2 separate regions of the Mus musculus genome follow, and region 1 is linked to region 2. A link is a contact called in public Hi-C data. All regions are on one chromosome and are shown on one strand. Each heading gives the region's core, a stretch centred on a gene start, on an enhancer-like site or on the middle of the called end of the contact. The rest is flanking DNA. Distances are from core to core; before and after follow the strand shown. Region 1 overlaps Slc24a3 (solute carrier family 24 (sodium/potassium/calcium exchanger), member 3). Region 2 overlaps Slc24a3 (solute carrier family 24 (sodium/potassium/calcium exchanger), member 3).

Region 1 (6,355 bases), core at 3,512-6,011, 250 kb before region 2:
AGCATACACTATCACCTCTCTGTAAAGGGATTAGGGAAAGAAAAGATGGTATAGAGTCCCAGGCTAGGAAATCCTGCTAAGCTGCAAGAGGGTGGTCCTGTATCACCACCACCCTCCATCCTGTGAAAGAATGGAACTTCAGAGTTGGCCACAGGCTCTCAGAAGACAAACACAGCTCTCAAAGGAGATACAAACTTTGCTCCAGGCATGCCATGAGTCCAGCAACTAGGATGGCTTTAAGTACATGGAGCTGCACTCAGAGATAGGCATGGGGCATGGCATGATTTCTTGTCAACTACTTTGCTCCTAAAACTGGACTGGGATGGGAACAGGGAGCATTCTTGGAAGGGAGGCCCTTCATCTGCATTCCTTCTCCCTGGATAGCTGTGTACCCCAGAGGCAGAGCCAGTTTTGACAAAAACCTGTTGTAAGTGGTTGCAGAGTTGCAACAGGTAAGAAGACGACCCAGTGGTAAGCTCAGACTGACCTGGACTCCATTCCTAAATATCTGTGTGGCCACTGGTGGGATGCTCTGAGTCCCTGCATTTTTGTCTCTTGATTTCTAGAGGGAAGCTAACTGTGGTTACCTGGTAGAATCCTAGACGTGGTTAAAGAGAGAATAGGCACATTTAACCCATACTGACTTAGCTACACAGCCAGCTTCCTGTAACCCAGGGCCCAGTCAAAACAGTATCTTTATCCCATCAAACGTTTTCTTTCCTTCCTAGCTTTTTGTAAAGTCTCACTCTACTCTCTTCTGTCCTGCCAGCTACTTTGTTTTTTTTCTCTCTAGAAGGATGTGTGTGTCCTCAAAAATTCTATGTGTTTCCTTATTGGAGGGTACAAGTTGATGGCTGTATTTAATATTTCTGGGGTGCAATAACTACCTTTGTTATTGACAACAAAAGAAACTTTTCTGGGGAAAGGTAGAGCCATTTTGCTTTGTGTAAGTGTGAAGTACCAACTGTTGGTCAGTGGGCCCTGTGTGTGCTCTTCAGTCACTGACACAACTAATCATGGGTGGAAAGCCAAAGTGAACCTGTATTCTCACTAAACATGAACAAGCTTTTCCTTCATCATCTCCCTCTGAGGAGTCTACTCTGACAGATCCTTCCATGCACTGAAATTGTGCGTCATCTAGATATGGTTGGAACTTGACAGTCCTCCACTACTCCAGTAAGAAGGGAGTTGACCATCTGAGGATTTGGAAACCACCTGCCATGAATACTGAAGGAGCGCAAGTGCCCCCACTAAGGACTGAACGTTTTCTTGCCTTTGACACAAGGTGAGCCTATTCCCAGGCTGGATCACTGTGACACTCCTGTCCCCACTAGAATACAGTGCATTTCAGGTGCCACTTTACTTTCTTTGATCTACTGTCACTGCAAAGAGGAACACACTTCCGTAACCTTTCTAGGATCGGTGTGCAATGACTGCTTATCCCTAAGTACAAAATGAACAAACGTCCAAGGCTTGGAAGAAACAGCCTAGGTTAATAATCTTCCACGTGAAGTTTGCAGACCAGCATCCTCAGCATCCCCTGGGACCTGATTAGATAGATAGATTCTGGCCACATCCTCTGGGGGTGGTTGGAACCTAGTGAATCAGGTACTGTGGGTAGAGCAAGATGAGGCCACAAAGCTTGATGGCTACTGGACTTCCTGGAAACTCGGATAATGAATTACAAACAGTAGATCAAAGAAAACGCAAAGCTTGCACATAAGAAAACTAGATCTCAGAACAGTGGGATGAAAGTGAAGAGGAATGAGAGCTTTCTTGATAGGGTGAACATTAACGAAACCTTTTTAGGTTCATTTATTCAGTGTGTGTGTGTGTGTGTGTGTGTGTGTGTGTGTGTGTATGTACACATTTAGTGAAGGTACCAGGGTACATATGTGGAGATCAGAAGACAGCTTGTTGGAGTCTGTTTTCTCCTTCCACCTTGTGAGACCTGAGGGTTGAACTCAGGCCATCACACTTGACGGCCAGTGCTTGATCCATCCTGCCGACCCCTGAATATTTGTTTTTAAACTTGCTGTTCACCCTGGCATTTTCTATGATAATGGGTACAAAATTCACAACAAATACTCTGTGCCCAGCTCTCTTGCCCCAGAGCCTGCCAGGCATCCACCCAGAGTATAAATAGAGAGGGAGTATAAGGGAGACATGTGGTAGTGATAGGTTCTTACCCCAACAGGACTCCAGAGGGAAGAAATGATGGAAAGAGAAGTAGAAGGAATGATAGAGAACAAGAAGCAGCAGAAGTGAAAAGCGGGAGAGGGATAGAGCCCAACATAGAGATGACGCTCCAGGCCTGGGGTGCTGACTGTGGGTTTAACACACAGGGAACCAGGGTTATTTGAAAAACAATTTACCTACAAGGAACACACAGCTTTGGTCTTGTCATTATTCCCTAAGCAACAGAGTATAGCATCTGTCTCCACAGGATTTATGTCATGGTGATGAAGGATATAGGAGGATCTATGTGGGTTGTTTGCAAATACTGCCCCTTTCTCCATGCACTTCACATGCTAGAGTGTCCACAAACTATGTTTCTGGTGAACAGTCTGGAACTATTCCCACGGATATGCAGAGAAGACTGTAGCACTAGCAGTAATGATGGATGCAGTCGGGAGAGCTGGTGAGGGGGGTTAATTCCTAGCCATCCACCACGCTCTGAAGTGTTAAGCAGACTGAGCCAATACTGTCCTTTCTCAGGCACTCAGGTGCTTAACATCTACGACTCTCCAGGATCTTGGAGATGGGACTATAACATGCCAGACCAGAGTCCCCATCCCAGGCCTCTCTCAGGCACACTGGGAATATACCTGTGCATACCTCACAGATCTTTTCCAAGGATGGGACGAAGAAGTCATCGCACACAATGGCCAGCGCATAGAACATGTACATGGCCTGAAAGAGAGCAGAGGAGAAAGCATTAAGAGTCAGGGAGAGCCAAGGGCAAAGGGTTTGATCATCTTTTCCTTCAATTCATATCTTCTCTTATCATAAACTTAGCTTCTTATTCAGAGTAAGTACAAAGTCTTTGCAGTTCCTGAAAGAACTGTAGCCTTGCTTTAGCTTCTCCTTTTACCTCACTACCTCCAAATTGTCTCTTGTCCCCCTTCTGAGATGCCAAGAGAACCATGGACACCTGCCTCAGGGCATTTGCACTCATTTCTTCTACCCAGAGCTACTGAAGAATATATCTTCTCTGATATACCATTGTTTCACTCCACCATGCTTTGCAAATGCCAGCCTGACTCCCTGATCACCTTTCCTTCTGTATCCCCTCATCTTGCCTTTTTTTTTTGGGGGGGGGTAGGTTATAGGTTAACTCCATCAGCCTGTTGTCAGTTTCCATCACCAGAATTTCATGAAGACATGAACTTCCTCTTGTAATTACTGTTACATCCTCCATCCCATGGCTGGCCTGAAAGTACCAGTAGCTGAGCTTACTACCTGGTTCCTGCAAGATAGCAAATGTGCTTCCACATCGGGGTCAACTATCACTAGGGCATTCCTAGAATTTCACCTTCTAGTCAGAGATCATCCTTTCCTTTATTTGAGGTATCATCTCAGAGATTGACCTTTTTTTTTTTTTTTGGATCCAGTGTTGAGTGACCACCCATCACACACCTCTCACTTCTTCAGGGGACCCCAGCACCTTCCCATATTCACAGTGCCTTTGGTAGAATGTGTCTTACCTCTTCTCCAGGATTACATATGGATTACAATAGGTGTTCAGTATTCCTAGTGGAGATGTCTATTGGTTCAGAGGTAGGCACATGACTTAGACCCAATCAGATAAAAAGAAAGAGTTACCAACTTTTCAAAGAGAGATGTTTCTCACCCTCTGTTGCTAGCTGTGGAGAAGCGTGGCATCCTTAGACTTAGAGTGTCATCATGGAGCCACAGATCATATAGTATTAGAACCCACAATACCTCTGGACTCCAGAGTATACCAGCAGCATTGCTGGGGCAGTTTGATTCGGAATATTCTAGTATTTGTAACCTAAAGTGTTTTCCAGTACCGGCTCAATCTCCAGAATTCCCACTAGTATATTTATTACTGTCTTTTATCATGTTTTCTCACTGATTACTATTTCACAGCATTGGCCCCCAGTCACAGAGGGCACACAGCATAAGACCCAGGCCAGAAACCAGAACATGCCATTTCTTGTCACAAAGTGATCAGTGGGTAGGAAGGCCAGGCAGTGATTTATAGAATATAAATACCCCTCAAGCCTGTAGCTACCAGAGATAGCAGCCATATATAGAGAGCCTGATAATGGTGTTACTACATTAAGAAGCTGAACCAACAGGAACAACAGGTACATGTGCACACCCGTGCACACACACGTGCACACCCCCCACACCCATACACACACACACGCGCGCGCGCACACACACACACACACACACACACACGTATGCATGCACGCACCAACATCATGTGAACACTGCTCTCAGCTCAGGTTGAAACCAAGTGAGCATTCCAGTTTCCTGAGCCAACACTCTGCCTTTTGCACTTAGCCTTAGTGGAGTTTCTGTTGCTTTCAGCTTTCTTTCCTGAGGTCTGTGCTACAGTCCTAGCTGGAAATGATCTCAGGCTTTTGACTCTTGGCCAGGGCACTAATTTTGTCCCCTGGCTTCCCTTGTATGCACTTGACTTTTTTCCATGTGTATGTGGTCCTTCACTCCCACAGGACAGGGAGAGTGTCAAGTACAATGTAACACTCCATTTTGTGGAACTGTGACACAAAAGCACAAAGAGGAAGTGTTCCAAACTGCAGACTATGCTAAATTATCAAAACCTACCAACGTACACCACAGGGGATCGTTAGATCAGCTGTGACTCATCGTTCCTTGCAATGCTGTCAAGAGAGCTTGTGTGGATAGGTATTTATTTAGTGATAAGAAAATATATCTGCACTACACTAGTCGATGAAAACATTAAAAATTAGTCTCTCTCTTTTCTGATCTGCCATCGTGGGTGGAGCCGCCATGATGCAGATTTTTGTGAAGACCCTTACGGGGAAAACCATCACGCTCGAGGTTGAACCCTGGGACACTATAGAAAATGTAAAGGTCAAGACCCAGGATAAGGAAGGAATTCCTCCTGATCAGCAGAGGCTGATCTTTGCTGGTAAGCCTCCGGAAGATGGCCGGACTTTGTCTGACTACAACATTCAAAAGGAGTCCACCCTTCATCTGGTGTTGAGACTTTGGGGTGGTGCTAAGAGAAGGAAGAAGAAGTCTTACACCACTCCCAAGAAGAACAAGCATAAGAGGAAGAAGGTTAAGTTAGCTGTGCTGAAATACTGTAAGGTGGATCAAAATGGCAAAATTAGCTGACTTCGAGTGTCCTTCTGATGAGTGTGGTGCTGGAGTTTTCATGGGAAGCCACTTGGACAGGCATTACTGTGGCAAGTGTTGTCTGACTTACTGCTTCAACAAACCAGAAGACAAGTAGTTGTGTATGCGTTAATAAAAAGAAGAAACTAAAAAAAAAATTAGTCTCTCTTTTGTCATTTTGTTTAGGTGTGTGTGTGGACTGACTCACACACATAAGAACATTTGCATATGAGTTTGTCATGCTGTCAAAGTAATAGCCATATTTCTTAACCAGAATGAATCTGCCTATCTTATAATCATAAGCCATCTTTTTCCCTTTAACCCTAAATTTGCATGTCATGTGTGATTTATATTGGTAGTAGGAAATTTTAAAGGTGATTTTTTTTTATACTTGACTGACCTCTGAGAAGCCAGGAAAAGTAGCACCCAGAAAAGGCTCTAAAATAATTTTTTTATTGCTTGATACAATCTATACAAAATCATTTGCCCATAGCAGTTTTGAATATGTCAAATAAAAAAATTCATGCTTTATTATACAGCTCTGTGGATCAGCCAGAAATACCTCCCCAAACTGTAATAGACTCAAACCCTCTTTTGCTGTATAACTTGGCTGATCCAATGACATGCAGGTTTTAACATTATCCTTGAAAGGACATCCAAATTAAGTAATTGAAATACAGAGCAACACATCTGTGGATTAACCAAGACCTAAATAAGCTGTCCATCACTGACATAGGCAGCTCATTGGAGCAGCTGGCACTGCTTGGAAGTTCACGCACCCTCTCAGTAAGAGCGTGTCCCCATATTAAGTATTGATCTTATTGCATGACCAGAACCTCTATCCAATACTCTAACACTGAGCTGGGATAAGAACTGAACAGATCTGCCAAGCTCTCTGTGCTTTCTAGGGTAGTAACTGTGGAAACCATACTGATTTTGGTTCATGAGACAGGGGAGGTGAGGTGGGCATAGACACTGTCAATCAAACATCCTATAA
Region 2 (6,192 bases), core at 2,981-5,480:
ATACCATTAATATGACACATGCTTGTGGGAAGAGAGTCACCCTTCTCTAACCATTTCCTAAGGTCCACCCCATAGGAAGGACCTCAGTATCACATAGATTCTAACTCAGTGTTGGAAAATAAAGATGATAACTTGGTTCTTAAATGCCTTTGTTTCCATTAAAATCAAGCACATGAAAATGTCAAGTAGGCTCATTATCTATGGAGAATCTACTATAAGGCCACTAGTGCACACATGAAATTGCAAATAGTACCAAATTTTATATTATCATGCTTGTATATATATGCATGTATGTATATTTGCATGTACATATTACATTTGGGGGAACATGGTTTATATATTAATTGTACTAAGCTATAAAGAACAATTACTAGTAAAAAGAATAATTACAGTGATATAATAAAAACAGGAGTATGTTCTCTCAAATATCACCTCTCAACATAAAATTTTTCCCATAAGTCAGGATTTCTCATCTTTTCATTTAAAAGAAACAATTGACAACTTCTGCCAACATAGCTGAATTGCTAGCACCACAACACTTGAGCTGGGGAAACATTACTACATAAGACATATGGGATGAAGATGAACAATGTCAATCTGATATTTGAGACTAGGTGACTAAGTAACTATGGGGAAGGCAGGGTATACAGCATGGATACATACATTAGACACGGGAGTGAATCATGTGCAGGACATCTCTCTTAAGGACAGGAACAGATGGATATGCTGTCACACTGATACTTAGAACATCACATAATTTCAAAGTTATAAATTTTGGGGATTTCCCATTTGAAATTTTCAGAATTCGGTTAATCATGAGTAACTCAAGTCACACATGTTGAAACCATGGCTGATGGAGAACCACTATATTAATGTGATGACTTAAACAAGCCAGCATCTGAATGGGCAAAACAGACAAATAGTTAGCTCTGAGTAACTGGGGCTTTGTGCTGTGTGTCTTTGAGGCTGTCCATGGTGAGAAGCTTCAGAAACCCGTAAGCTGGATCTGGAAGCATGTGGAAGTCTATGTCCTAGACAGGAAGCATGGATTCACACCCTCCTGGATAGGCCTGTCTCCAGATGTGTTTTACAGGAGCCTAGATTCCTGAGGGGTTAACAGAGATTAACAGAAAGATGTTCCATTGGTTCGGGAAATGGAAACTTAAAAAGGATCAGACAGATCTGTCACTGTGGCTCTCAGAAGCTTAGAAAGTGAAATGGCATCAGATCTCTCACGTGATATGGTGGTCTGTGTTCTCTAAGAAGGGTGAATGATAGAAGTTTCTTCCCTGGGCTTTATCCAAAGTTATTTCTAAATGAAACACATTTTCAGCATCCCCCTGCCACATCTAATTTTCAGTCAAGTGTTATTAGTTATTTACTTCAAAATCAATGAATTTTTGGACAGAATCCTTCTGATAGCTAACCACAAACAGTTTTTTTTTTCATCCAAGGATCTGCCCTCCACTGTCCCACATTGTAGGACCAATGAGTGCTGAGATTTCAAGTAGGTCCTACCTACAACAGTCATTTATAGTCATTATGCTCTTTATTCATTTGTTCAGTCATTCACCAAATAACTCACTAGAACCTATCCCATGCCAAGGTCTGGTTTAGGCCCTAGGAGGGGGTGGAAAAAAAAGGATACATGCTAGACAAAGGCCTAACTCTCAGAGGGCTTTCTACCTGGATAGCTCTATATAAAGAGTTTTACAAACAAGATGTCTATTTTTCCTAAATTTTATCCTTCTTCTCCATGTGAGCTTTTTGATCTATTCATGGATATTTTTATGTATCTTCTTAAAAAAATAAAACCATTCCCTTTCACACTAGCAGGAGCCTTAACAAATGATCTTATTCGTTGGTATATTTCATACATAAAATACATGCTTCAGAGGATCAGGTCCCTGAAGTATTTTAGGTACTATTTAATAAGAGGCACAATTATAAATTTTTTCTTTAGAGTAACCTCACTGGAAAACTGGAAAACCATCTAACTGAGTCATGGACAAGGTAGTGCCAAATCTAGTCACATGAATGTAGTTTCCGTGCCAAAATGTTCTTTCAATTCTTCTCCTCGACTTTACTATGGCCTACACTTCATTTCAACCAACACCTTCATCAGAGGTTCAAACTTCTTCTAGTCCTTGGAAGCCTCAGCTGTAAGAAGAAAGGTCAGTCAAGGGTTCTCAGGAAACACCTCATGGGCACAGCTGCTATGCAGTGTCCTGTGAGACTCAAGCTATATTAGTACATCTATCTAGAGTAAGGACCATAAAGGGGTCCAAATGACCCCAAAACAATATAGGCTATTTCCAGTGTACTCAGTTGTCTCCCAAAACTTGAAAGTAAATCCTATTGCTAAAGACTACAAATATAAGTCTTGGAAGAAATGAGCTCCCAGCTATTTTATCAGTCTCTTTCCTGAGGACTGCCTTTCAATGTATCTGAATGTGATAGATAAACTGCAAACAGAGAAAATCAATCAATACCCTACCCCACTGTAAAGCCTAAGAATCATGACAATGCCTGGTCCTGCAAGATATTTCCACTAGTGCAGTAGTGGAATTTATATCTCGTGGGGAACCAAAGGGTATCTGATTGGACTTAAAAGCCTACTCATTAGGATGTAATTCATGCCTGTTATTGTAAACCTAGGCAACTACCATTGGTTGGATAGGCTATGGGACCTAGAGAAGAACCTACTACTGTTATTTTCTAGAACTCAAATAATTCCTAGCTGTATACTAAATATTTATCCTTATACACATATATAAGTGTAGCTCTTGCCCCTTATCAAAGAAGCTTCTTCTAGAAGCAGATAGTGACTATTTGAAGAGGTCATTGACTGGTCAAAATGCAGAGAACAAGTGAACAGGGAGTACCCAATCCCAACTGGAACCTGCAATGCAATGCCTATACACAAGACTCAAGTAACATCATGGAAGAAGGGGAGAAACAACAGTATAAGAGCCCAAGGACCAGAATGTCCTCTGCTAGATATCTTCTATACATAACAGGGAAGCTGCCCCCATTGAAATCTTAACAGAATGGTCACCTAAAGTAGACCCATTGATGAAGAGCTAAAGGCAAACAATGATTGCCAAAAGACAGACAATTCGTTTTCTCCAGGAATGGATCCCCAGGTAGGTAGGCTATCCATCCTCAAATAGCCATTCCTAAACACATTTGCACATGAGCAACACTAAATGGACACTATAGATGATATCTCTCTCTCTCTCTCTCTCTCTCTCTCTCTCTCTCTCTCTCTCTCTGTGTGTGTGTGTGTGTGTGTGTGTGTGTGTGTAAAACAATAATAATTGAAGAGGTTATAGATTTGAGAACAAGTCAAGGGGGGTGGGAAGAGTTGAAGGGGTAGGGAGGAAGAGTAAAAATGATGTAAATACAGTACTCATATACACAATTCTTACAAGAATAAAAAAATGAAAAAAATAAGACAAAGAATGGGGTTCCTGGAAGAGCAGCACCCCAAGATTTAGCACTGCACCCAGTCTTTAACAGGTGTCGCCACTTTCCACAAACCCTTTACTCTCTAAGTGGTTTATGTACCAGCCCCACACATAGTGAGTGCTGAGATGGTTGTGAGCCACCATGTGGTTACTGGGAATTGAACTCAGGTCCTCTGGAAGACAGCCAGTGCTCTTAAACACTGAGCAATCTCTCCAGTCCTGACTTTCTTATAAGCTGATTATCTCAGATACTTTGTCATAATAGCAGAAAACTGACTAACACAAGTAAGAGTTTCAGAAGTAGTTAACAAAAACTATCATTTAATCAAGTGTTCTCATGGACATGGCTAGACTGTAATATTCTCATTTCTCCTAGAAAAACTGAGAACACCAGGAAGCCCTGAAAAGAGAAAAGTAAAGGTGAAAGCAAAAAAGAAAACAACTGAAAACCTACCTCTGGGAAAAGACCACAATTCTGAAGAAAGAAATGTGACTTTTGAGAGTTACCAACTCAATGGAGCCCAAGGGATTATGCTTCTCCAGGGATGTGATAGCCCCTGATCGATCTTCAGCAGAAAGCTGCTAACAACCCACATACATCATATGTGAACAAACAATTACAGGCAGCCAACTAGAAGTAAACTTAGAAGCACAACTACCACTTTGCTTTAAAAAAAAAATTAAGAGGTAAAAATAAGCTCTTAAAAGACAGATGGGGCCAAATCATTCCAGCCCAGGTTTGTTTGTGGTGTGTGAATTATCTACTCAGCCAGACAGTTAGGATGCCCACAACAAACTCCCATCACTTCCTTCCCTCATAGCCCATCTTACTCCAAACGCTCCACTCAATTTGTTGTTTGGTGGCAAGTTTTTCCTGACACAGTTCCTCCCTTGTAAATTGCTTTGTCATTAACTTTAAGGGATTTTCACTCTCATTTTCTTTCAAGAACAGAAAACACAAGAATGGACATCTTGGAACCTCACTGTCTCCTTTCTTAGCTCTTTCAGGGCACACGAAATTCCTTGGACCATTGAGGGCAGCTGGATGGTAGAGCCCAGTAGAACTATGGCAGAGAGGTTCTTAGGGAATGAATGGGATTTCTGTCTCCTATGTTACCAAAAAATCCTACAGTACCAGGGGCGGGGACTAGTCCTCTCTATGGTGTCCTTAAAGACCCCAAAGAAGCCAAATTCCAGAAGAATGGGAAAATAAAATTGCCACAGCTTTATTAATGCAGGACACAATTCAGTCAAGGCAGGGAAGGATGGTCGCCCTTCATTCAGGTCTCTAGTGAAATGACTACCCTAGCAATGGCTAACAATTACTATCCACACATGATGTAACAGGCTCACAGGTGATAGCATCCTCCTTGTGACAACCTCATGTAACAGGAAGTGAGCTCACAGTGTGGAGGGCCATAGCTTACACCATCCTAATGAACTTCTTTATGAAAAGGCCTACCAAGTCATGAATAGAGAATTAGAGAGGAGGTTTTGACAGGGTGCCTGTAGAGAGATCTTAAGACAAACTTCCCAGTAAAAGAGTCAGCATGATATACGGGAAATTTCACTTTTGAGACCAGGCTGGCCTCAAACTCATGAACTCTGCCTCCAGAGCAGGTGGAATGACAAGCCTGCACCACCACATCTTGCTTAGCTCATCAGCTTAGGAACACAAGCTACCCATAGGTCTTTCAATGAAATGGAACAGAGTCAGGTGGTTTGAAGAACATTCCAACCATCCTATGCCTTGGGAAAGTAAAAGGCATCGTTAATGTTACAGGACACCTTCTGAGAAACTTATAAACCTTGGCTATTTTTAAGTGCTGAATTTTAAAGAGAAATAAGGGAAGATATGATTGATCCCTTTTGGTCATAACTGATTTTAAAACTCTGCTCAGGACAAGAGAGATGGCTCAGCAGTTAAGAGCACTGATTGCTCTTCCAGAGGTCCTGAGTTCAATTCCCAGCAACCACAAGGGGGCTCACAACCATCTGTAATGGGATCTGATGCCCTCTTCTGATGTGTCTGAAGACAGCTACAGTGTACTCATATACATAAAATAAATAAATAAATAAATAAATCTTTTTAAAAAGCTTTTGCTCAGTAAGGCATTGTATTCAGTTTAAATGAGAAACAAAATAGATGCTAACTAAAGACATCAATGGCTGCATCTTGAAGGAGTTTGGAGATACTGTTCCTCACAGCTATCTGTACTTCTATGAAGTACTAGATGTCCTGGTGAATGGAGTTCTCAAGTTTTTGTGTATGCAGGAAGTCAGGAGTGGGTATTCTTCTAGTAGTTACCAGGTCAGAGGATTGGTGACAATGCTGTCCATATCTAGTGGTGACAACACAAAAGGGGAACTTGACACAACAAACAGCCCCTGCTAACACACAGGAACAACCTTTTGACAGCATATTTACACTCAGGTCTGAAAGGATTCATCTCCCTTCCCATAACTTTCAGCCGATGTAGGGACCACACTTTTACTTGTATTATCCTCTGGAGGGTGATCTTGTTAATAGTGAGAAAGACCACCAGCCTAAAATGAAAAGGGTGGACTTATTCTCTGGCTGCACAGCTATATTCAGACCTTACATAGGTTGTTTACCTGTTTGGTCTAAATCTCCTCACTTAAAAATGGTGAGATATGATGGTGAGAATATTAATGCCCATAGATAAGAACAGAAACTAAAACTAACCCTCATATGGATTGC

What was found. A called contact is a pair of places that touch in the nucleus more often than the background predicts.
Region 1: a contact with region 2 is called in a Hi-C map of the HPC-7 cell line, with 2.2 times the contacts expected there. The contact joins two enhancer-like sites. A contact is called at or near these places in 5 of 484 Hi-C or Micro-C datasets (ECoMG myeloid progenitors, the HPC-7 cell line, embryonic stem cells and 2 more) and 1 of 115 datasets of contacts at active chromatin or transcription factors (bone marrow-derived dendritic cells).

Annotation. Positions count from the first base shown.
Region 1 is chr2:145,509,312-145,515,666 of GRCm38.p6, reverse strand. It overlaps Slc24a3 (solute carrier family 24 (sodium/potassium/calcium exchanger), member 3), which reads right to left. Exons shown (of 17, transcript NM_001356497.1): 4 at 2,839-2,913. It also overlaps the pseudogene Gm11759. Among named protein-coding and RNA genes, the nearest start is that of Gm14092, 42 kb to the left of the region's middle. Within about 2 kb of position 4,761, at least 13 of the 459 cell types and tissues checked have an H3K27ac peak or open chromatin away from gene starts, as enhancers often do. A contact at or near this core is called in the HPC-7 cell line, where this site is marked.
Region 2 is chr2:145,260,404-145,266,595 of GRCm38.p6, reverse strand. The region is part of intron 2 of Slc24a3 (solute carrier family 24 (sodium/potassium/calcium exchanger), member 3); the gene reads right to left. Among named protein-coding and RNA genes, the nearest start is that of Gm52529, 25 kb to the left of the region's middle. Within about 2 kb of position 4,230, at least 3 of the 459 cell types and tissues checked have an H3K27ac peak or open chromatin away from gene starts, as enhancers often do. A contact at or near this core is called in the HPC-7 cell line, where this site is marked.